Linked DNA regions of Mus musculus: region 1 is linked to region 2. Evidence: chromatin contacts called from public Hi-C data. All regions are on one chromosome and are shown on one strand. The core of a region is the stretch at or near the end of the contact, and the rest is flanking DNA. Distances in the headings are between cores, read along the strand shown. Region 1 overlaps Tmem108 (transmembrane protein 108). Region 2 holds the start of 4932413F04Rik (RIKEN cDNA 4932413F04 gene).

Region 1 (4,632 bases), core at 348-2,847, 69 kb before region 2:
GCTAAGCCTTCCTTGTCTTGACTTGGACTTTCCTCAGCTGCTACAGGAGAATAATGTCTTTGCTCTGTTGCAGCTTTCCTAAGTCATGGAGATGTCCCCAGTTGTGAGACTCCAACAGAATCCTGATAGAAAGGTCCCTGGTAAATAACGCTTTCAGGTCTCATGGCCCTGAAGTATCATGGAAGCTCAGAAGGACGGGGTCAGACTAAGTAGCTGTCAATGATACCTGGTCCATCAGTATCTACTGAGGTCCTTATAAAAATGCCTTCAATAATGAAATCACCTGCATCTTGCCCCAGTGCAGGGGAAGGTTACAGGTGTGTTGGTGGCCAAAGCCATGACACTGATCCTAGGTAGATGGCAAACCCTGCAGCTGCTTAGTCCCATTGGCTTAGAGCCTGGGGTAGAAGCGCAGCACGTGATGCAGGACCTCATGGGAATCATACATGAAAACAGATGAACAGCAGGTGCTCCCAGAGGCTGCGTTTGTGCTCCCAGATGCTAAGAGGCTAGGATGCCCCTGGCTCCCATGATGCCTGAGGAAATATCCCCACTGGTAATAGAGGAACTGTGTGCCTGTTCCTGTTAGTAAGCAAGCTGCTTGACCATCAGGCCTTACCCATGGTGCAGAGACAGGAAAGGAGCTGCACTTAGGCCCTGTAGATGTCCAAGCAGTGCATAATATTTAGCCTTCATGACAAGCAGCATCCTCTTGTTTGAGGAGAAACAAACATGTACTTCTTTCTTTCTTTCTTTCGGCTCCCATTTCATCCTCTCATTTTGCAGTATAGCCTTCTTGTCTTTAAGACTTCTTGCCTTTCATAGCAAGCAAGGAACCTCAGGGCGTTACCTACCCCATAGGATCCGTTTTTGGTATGATGCCCCCTCCAAAAGAAATACAGAAACAGATTGGAAAATGCTTGAATAAATGAAAATGATTAGATGACCGTCACAGCCTGAGTGTATGCTCAGGCAAGGGAGGCGCATGTGCAGCCCAGGGAAGTTCTGAGCTCTTCTTTGCTCTTGGCTAATAAAATGGTTATTGTCCCTGGCCAAATGCCCATCAGTCACCTGACTCTTCCTCCCACCAGCCATGCTGTCTATGGATTCAATGCCACCTGGTCCCCAAATAAAAGATAAAATCTCTTCTTTAATTTCAAACTCATTTCTGGAGCCGTGCAACTAGATTCATTGTGGTAAGGAATCAGAGTGTGTTTAAAGTGAAACTACTTAAAATTTGGAGCTTGTATCCTTGGTTAAACTAGCTTCTGGTTTAAGTGGTCAGTAGCTGCCTGTGACTTGTAGCTACTGTCTTGGTCAATACAACTTCTGTAATATTTCTATGACCTCAGAAATTTTTACTGGACAGCCCCCTGCATCAGTCTTACAGCAAGTCACCCATGCATGTATTCAAACAGGCACCAAACACCCACTATGTTCCAGTATTCTGAGCATTAGATATCCCCCAGTTGGAGGGAGAGACAAAAACTGCCTACCATGTACATTTTGATTTAAAAGCCTGTGTCTAGATGTCAGTGTGTATCCGTGGATTAAGGACAGACAGCTGTGGCAAATAGATGACTTGTTTTCTAACTTCCTGGCACATGCCCAGTCTGACTTGGGTGTAATTAGTTGTGGCCATTGTTTGTTTTGTCCAGCTTATCGATCCCATGTTAGACACTGACTTGCACAGCAGAGATGGGTAATATGTTTGACTTATCTCTCCATGTTGACTGTCCCTGTTAATCTTTCAGGTTCTGAAAGGAAGGTTTCTTTGTAAGTAGTTGTTCTCAGATTTACCTATTTGGATCAGTTCCAGCAGCCTGTGTTTCGAATGTAAATTCGATGCTGGGAGATGGTTCAGTGGATAAAGATGCATTTGTAGTCCAGCCTGACGACCACATGTTGGTTGACCTGCCACAAACCCTGTGTTGTTAAGTTCTACCTTATACTTGGGAATTTCTCAAAGAGCAGTAACATCACTAGCCCGGGAAGTTGAACCGTGGAGACAGGTGACATTTCTAAATCATCCACTGGAAAACAGATTCCCTTTGCTAGATGCTTCCAGCAAGATCCTTGAATGCCTGCACTAGCCCACTAGAGAACTGCTGGATTACAGTAGGCTGCAGCTGGAGTGAGCATTGGAAGCTGGTCTATCTGTTCCAAAGTGGAGATGTAAATGACTTGTCCAAGGTCACAATTATATATTAAAACTCTTACCGTACCATAATCCTAAGGCAGAGACAATTGTGAATAAAGCAGGGGGTTCTCTACTTCAGTTTATTATACATCTTGAAGGGCTTGAAGCTGATTGCTGGGAGCCCACTCTGAATTTTCTGATTCTGGCTCTAAGTAGAACCTGATAATATGCATTTCTAGTAAGTTTCCTTATGTCAGTGGTATAAGGACTGTATCTTAAAAGCCACGGGTATAAGCCATATCATTACATTATTGAAATGGTAGTAGCTTAAGGAGAGAGAACTGGTCTACCTATTAGCAGTCTGGGGAAGGAACCAGCAGAGAGGTATCCATATCCATGCAGGTCTGAACTAGGATTTGGCACCACCTAGTGGCTGACATCTAATGCTGTTTCTTCATGGATGGAGACAATGCTGAGTCCTGTGGTTGAGTTAGGCTCTTAGAATCTATTGGATAGTGAATGGCTCACCAGCTATCTCCTGGTTTGCAAGCATTTCTTTTGATGCATTGGTTTGGGGAGATTGAATTTTGAGGCTCAGCAGCCATCTTTAAACTACTGGCTACTTCTGTATGTGCCTTTACCTCTTGAGCCTGTATCCCACCCTTCCCCAGCAGATAAGGGCAGTTCTGTCTCAGAAGCTGGAGAGGAAGATGTACTATGTCCTAAATTGTACTGTAGTGGGAATTTTTTTTTCTGCCAGTGATAGAACGTGCAAAACTTACACATCACACACCTGCCTCAGCAGCAGCATCTTCGTCCTTGTCACCGTCGTTGTCCTACCTCTGGGTTTTTACATCCTTCCATATACACCTGTCAGAAATCCGTTTGAATGCCCAAAGCCTTAGCTTATGCTCCCCCACCTCTAAGACTCATCCTAACCCTCCCGTCTCCACCTCTGGAGTGCTCTGGCTACAGCTTGAGTGTCTAGCTATCGAGTGACTTTTGATAAGATACTCTCTCCCCCTGATAAACTGTCAGTCCTCTGGGAGTCAAGGCGCCATTTCACTTGGTCCAGTGCAGCACTGTTATATCACAAGGCGCCAGTTTTATGAGACCGACCTCTGCCACCTTCCATACACACCGTCACCTTCCACCAGCCTCTCTCCTTGCAGGTGGCTATAGTCCATGACGAGGAAAGGGTCTTCCCTGCACTCCGAGGGGTAGCCCTTGCTGTAACCCCAGCTAAACTCAACTAAGATCCCTCGTGGTGCAGGTCATGGAAAGAACGACTACCCCACCTTTACAGCAACTGATGCCAGTAGCTTCTGTTCCTTGTCCGGCTCTAGTCTTTGCAGATCCCCACACACCCTTCCTTCCCTGAGCCTCCCTTTGAGTCGTCCTCATTCCAAGCACCTGGTGAAGCATGGCGAGGGAACACTGAGAGAGGGGTTAATCGGAGTCAGAGGAGGACGAGAAAGTGCCTCAACACTGCGCATGTGCTGCTTCAGACTGGGACTGTGGGAGAGATGGCGGATCTAAATATTTAAGAAACACTGAGTCACTCCCTCTGTGTGGTGAATGTGACTTGCAAATGTGCTTTTCATTTATTGTCCCGCCTCCTCTCATAAAACTGCCACTTGCAGGAGAGAGGAAGAGTGGCTCTGGCCTAGCCGTGCCTGAGTAGTGTGTGAAGCCGAGGCAGGAATCCCACTCTTTTTCCCAGGGGCACAGTCGTCCCTGGGGAGGTCCCTTTGGTATTTGGGGGAGCCTCTTTTCCTCTGTCCTAGGTTCAGTTCTCACTGTTAAGCCCGAATCTTAATCCTGAGAGTCATTTCCAGTTGTCCTACCCCAGAACCCGGGTGTTAGAGTTCCTGGAGGACGAGGAGTCTATTTTTAAAATAGATTCTGGGACTGGGGAGGTAACTCACTAAAGTGCTGGCTGTTCAAGTAACGAGGACCTGCGTTAGATCCCTGGAACCCACATGAAATAGCTGGGTATGATGGAATGTGCTTGTAATCTTAGCACTAGGGTGGTAGAGGGACCCAGGGACCTGCTGGCCAGCCAGCCTGCTCTACTCTTGGCACGCTCCAGTCCAGTGAGGTAACCTGTCTCCAGAAACAAGGATGGCTGATCCGGAGGAACCACAACCCAAGGTTGAATCTCTCCAACATACACAAACATGCACATACACACACACATGCAGAGCGACAGAGACAGACACACAGAGAGACAGACACAGAGAGACTGGCTGACTGACTGACATCAGTCTTGATGGACAGCTAGCTTGGGAAACCATTAGTCTAAATAACCCCTGAATGATTTGTTTCTAACCCAGGCATCAGAGCACAGTAGACTCATCAAGGTCATCCCACGCTATTTAAGATCTTCAGAGTTGAGATCAAAGTGACTGCTTTATGATGCTTTTTGGAACAAGATATAAAAATGAGACTTGTTAGAAATACTGAGATGTTTTGACTCTGAACTTAGTGGT
Region 2 (4,607 bases), core at 696-3,195:
GAGTCCGTTGTGCCTGCCTTCAGACTTCTCCCTTTGAATCTATTACTTCTCCACATTCCTCAAAGGCAGAAGGCTTCTTTGTATCTGTCCCCTAACACATGCCTAACACAGGGCTCCGTACATGGGGAGCCCTTGACAAATGTTGACTATTAAATGAACAAGGTTGGATACCAGCCAGTGCTGGATTAGATGCAGAGTTCCGGCCAACGATGAGTGCGGTACATATTCACTTGGAACTGGAATGGATCTTAAGGATTCATCTCACCAACTTCCTGTGTTTAGTCAGAGCCAATTTTTAAGCACCTAACAAATTAGGACTCTGTATATTCAGCTCCTGAGTTGGCGATGGAATGGTTCTGCCAGCTAACCCATCAGCACGAGCATCCTAGGTACAACCTGCGCCCACCTCCTCTTTCTGCACTTACAGGAGTCGAACATGCCTGGATTTTTTTGTAGAGGAGTTTTTGTGTTACTGAAGACTAGTCTTGTTAGCAATATCTGGTCTGCTTCAGATTAGAAGCGGGGACTGTCAGCTCAGACTCTAGGAGAAAAGCTACAAGACGGTCTATGTGAATTTTAGAACCACTTCCAACGACAGCTGGTGATGTGGCAATCAGATTCCACACACTGGGAGAGAATCTGCAGGCTGGAAGACTGCCATCTTTTGCCAAAGATAGACCTGAGCAGTATGCAAAAGGTCTCAAATGCATTGTGTTTGAATATTAACTTCCCACTCCCCGAAGTGTTTGGTCCTCTGTGCCTTATGTGAATTGAACGAATTTAATTTACTAGAATTGCTTTGCTGGATAATAAGCATTTGTATTTCTCCTTTTTATACAAACAGTAGTATCTTCTGACAGGGAAAAAAAGGAATCATATAGAACACAAGGAAGAAAGCTTTATTGTCCAATAAAAATGTTCCTCAGAGCTGTTGAGAGTGGATGGCAACATTAATCTACAATTCTTTCAATGTCTCATAGGAATGTCATTATAAAAAAAAAAACTGAGCCATTTTTGTATTAGTTACTTTGCTTTTTTAAAAAATAGCAAATTAAAGCCAAGGAAGACTCTAAGACACAAAAATCCATGGCTGTATGTCGCAGACATAGCCCCCGAGATGACTTACCTCAAGAAGTTTTCTCTACTTCCTTCAAATATGATTATTTCCAGGCAATTTGATTTAAATACCGCTCTAAAGATTGTTTGTGGAGATGGGAGATTGCCTTCCTGCAATGATTCTCTTATCTGTAGAAGGATAGAAGCAATTTCATTCCCAAGGAACAAGGAGAGGTATTTTTATTGTTTGCCTTATTTTGTAAACTTCTAATGTCATTGATAGAGACTAATTAAAACAATGTTTTAATCTATTAAATGGCCACTACAAAGACAGTGATGTTCTGGACGTGACCAGTGAGCCCGTTGTCCTTAACAGAGGCGGCTGATTCACAATCGAGCTGATTCACAATTGAGCTAGTTTGGGTTGATGAGAAGACCATAGTCTGTGCTTCTAATCCAGTCCAATCCGGCTATGTCTGATTCTTGGGCAGCAGCAGAAGGGGAGATGGGAGGGAAGGAGGGGAGGACGGTTCCATTTAGCTAATGCAGCCCTGTCATATTGCTTTTCTCGTCATCAGTAAAACTTAGAGTCTGATGGCCTAGAGCCTGTGCGCAGAATCAGGCAGGCAGGAGGAGAGCAACACGGCTTCAGATGGGTGTGCCCTGAGCAGTGCCTGGTCTAAATTCTAACGCCGCTGTTCCGTCACGTGACCAACGGCCAGTTAGGTAGCTGCTTGGCTCCGAGTTTCCTTATTTGTACCCAAAGATGTAGATAACTCTTGGGTCAACCTGAAAGGCAGTAAGCGTAAAATGAAGTGATATCCTGAAAGATTTCTGTGCGCTACCATGCTCGATGTCAGCGTCGGTTTACCTGTGATCTAGAAAGTTCCCCCCCCCCTTCCCTTTTCAGGTAGAGAGCGGAAGTGAGCTGTCATTTGCCCCTAAAACATTCTCTTGCATAACTGAGCCTTGGCTCGTGGACATTCCAGTCACTACTTACAAGTCCCCCTGCCCCATGTAGAGAAGCAGGGTTACCACAGGCTGCTGGACAGCTGGGTTACACACACCTTGCCTCATCCGTTGAACCAGGACAAAGCCATGACAGGCCAGCACATCAGATCTGCAGCTGAGAGTAAAGCCATATGGGGCGGGTTCACCAAGGCTCCCTGGGTAAAAACACCACACAGTCAACAGAAGTCAGCATACTGTGTACAGTGGAATCTCCTGAAGTAAAATCAAAGATCTAGAAAAAGTTGGAATTAAAGGACTGCAAAAGGACTCTTTCTTGTCCAAGTTGGCCCGTTCCCCAAATTCTCAGCTTCTCCTCATCCTTGCTCTTCTTAGAATGGCTAATGGGTTTGTTCACATATAAGTTTCGTTTCAAACATTAACAAAATTCCCCTTTTTCTTGCTTTTTCTCTTAGTTATTGTTTTATGTTTCAAAGAAAATGTTAAAATGTTAAAGGTACTTTTAAAAAAACAAACTAAAGCTATAGTAAAAAATACATTAAAGCGAGCAAAGTGGTTGGGTCAGGATTTAAATGGCAGAGCCTCTTCCCCCAAAGCCCTTGCTTCGCTGAGTTCATTAAATGTAAAATAAGCATTGTGTCCTTTAATTAGGAATTATACACAAGAGGCAGGGTGCTTACAGCCCTCGGAGGAATTATATTTGTGCATAAAGGAATCATCGTGTTTCCCGGTGTGTGGGCCTCCAGAATGTAAGATACCAAGTAGCTGGGCACACCAGGAAGTATTATATAAATATTAAGATATTAATACCAGGTCGCTAGGTTGCCAAAAAGAACACTATTGAAAAGGAATAACCTGGTGTTTTCACTTCACGAGCCTTGTGCTGATCCAGTCCTCATGAGAAAAGGGGTTTAGAGGAGGCACATGGCTAATGCCAGGGCAAACCTTGTGTCAGGAGCTGGTGGGGTAAGGCAGCCAGCGACTTAGAGCCATTAGTGGCCAGTTAAGCTGAGAGTCCAGAGGCGGCAACCCCAAAGGGTGTGTTCAGGGTGACGATGGCCACAGGATCTAAATGCTTGTGTCTGAGTGACTGAAGTGCCAGCCTCCTCTTTCAGTGGGAGGGAGAAGAGCAAGAGTGAGCCCCCAAGATGGTGGTCCATCCCCTAGAGATATCTATCAGCTACCCCCACTTCCTCAGGAGGGCTGCTCCCCTGATGTGTGATCCAGACAGGAGGTCTACATAGGGACTTAATTTCACAGGTCTTCTCTCCCACTGAAGGGGGTCAGAACGGTATCAGGCCATCAGCAGCTTTTTCATAAATGTGTGCTCATCTGCTAATAAAGCCCATTAGACTTGCAGCTCACTGGAATTTAATCTAGGGTGTTTCTTTTGTGTCCCTGCTGTGGTTGCCAGGACAGATGTGCATGGCTGAGATGTACTTCCCCGTGACTGAGACAGATGTCGGGTACGAGATCATGCTGGACCAGTGCCAGCTTGATTACCAGTGACTTTAGACTGCCAGCTTCCTCTCATTTGACCGAGGTTCTCATTTCTGTAGTTAAAGAGAGGGACAGGACTTGTGAGAGAATAAACGAAGATGGATTTGGGTAAAGAGAGAAAACAGCAAGTGGTGGAGATGCCAGTGAAACAAACTGAGAAACAGGCTGAGAGAAGAATCCTATGTGTATGAAAACAGGATTTCTTAGAATGACTAACAGGCTACGGACCTGCTAATCCAACAATGGCTGCCCACTGATGGAACACCCAAGAATCCAGTAGTCGTTCACAAGGCTGGATGTCCCAGCTGGTCTTCGGTATACGCTGGAATCCCAAAGAAGTAGGCTCTAATGCCAGCACAGGGATGGACCTGCCAATGAGAGTGAAGATGAGCAGGCAGAGAGTGGAAGTTTCTTTCTTCCATCTCTTTTCTACAGGTGGCCACCAGAGTGTGTGGGACAGATTTAGGGTGGGTCTTCCTGCTTCTTTAAAGGATCCAGTTAACTAAAAATCACTCACGGGTGTACCCAGCTGCTTGGATTTTTAGTTGATTCCAGATGTAGTCGACAACCAAAATAGCCATCTCCAAGGCAAAAATAATCCAGCTGATGTGTGATTCCCATGTGTAAGTTAGGTTCACTGTATGAAAAATCCAAAGTCCCAGTCCCCGCTGCAGTATTCCTTCGTAAGTTCCAGGGACTTTGTCAATATCCCCTGGGAAACTCAAAACCAGTCCTACCATCAGGAAGCTCGTGAGGACTACTGGTCGGTCACTTCTATGGATTATCTGTGTGGGTGTGTGGGATGTAATATGGGTGATTTACCTGCATGTATGTCTGTGCACCGTGTGCATATAAAGCCTATGGAGGCCAGGGTATCCTCTGAAATGGTTGTGAGCCACCATGTGAGTACAGGGAACCAAACCCGGGCCCTCAGGAAGAGTAGCCAGTGTTCTTCGCTACTGAGCCATCTCTCCAGCCCCTCTGTGTGTTCTTTATCATGATGAAGAATTCTATAAAGAAGGTGGATGAGATGGATGAGCGAGGAGGGAGAACATAGAGCACAGACCACTGGGTCCAGGGGG

What was found. Hi-C and Micro-C count contacts between places; a contact is called where the count stands out from the background.
Region 1: a Hi-C map of the N1E-115 cell line shows a contact between it and region 2, with 4 times the contacts expected there. The contact joins the enhancer-like site here to the promoter of 4932413F04Rik in region 2. A contact is called at or near these places in 3 of 484 Hi-C or Micro-C datasets (the G1E-ER4 cell line, the N1E-115 cell line and cerebral cortex) and 1 of 115 datasets of contacts at active chromatin or transcription factors (double positive thymocytes).

Annotation. Positions count from the first base shown.
Region 1 is chr9:103,622,781-103,627,412 of GRCm38.p6, reverse strand. All of the region lies in intron 2 of Tmem108 (transmembrane protein 108), which reads left to right. Among named protein-coding and RNA genes, the nearest start is that of Gm32682, 52 kb to the right of the region's middle. Within about 2 kb of position 1,597, at least 8 of the 459 cell types and tissues checked have an H3K27ac peak or open chromatin away from gene starts, as enhancers often do. A contact at or near this core is called in the N1E-115 cell line, where this site is marked.
Region 2 is chr9:103,554,428-103,559,034 of GRCm38.p6, reverse strand. It overlaps 4932413F04Rik (RIKEN cDNA 4932413F04 gene), which reads right to left and starts at 1,945. Exons shown (of 3, transcript NR_040764.1): 1 at 1-1,945. All of the region lies in intron 3 of Tmem108 (transmembrane protein 108), which reads left to right.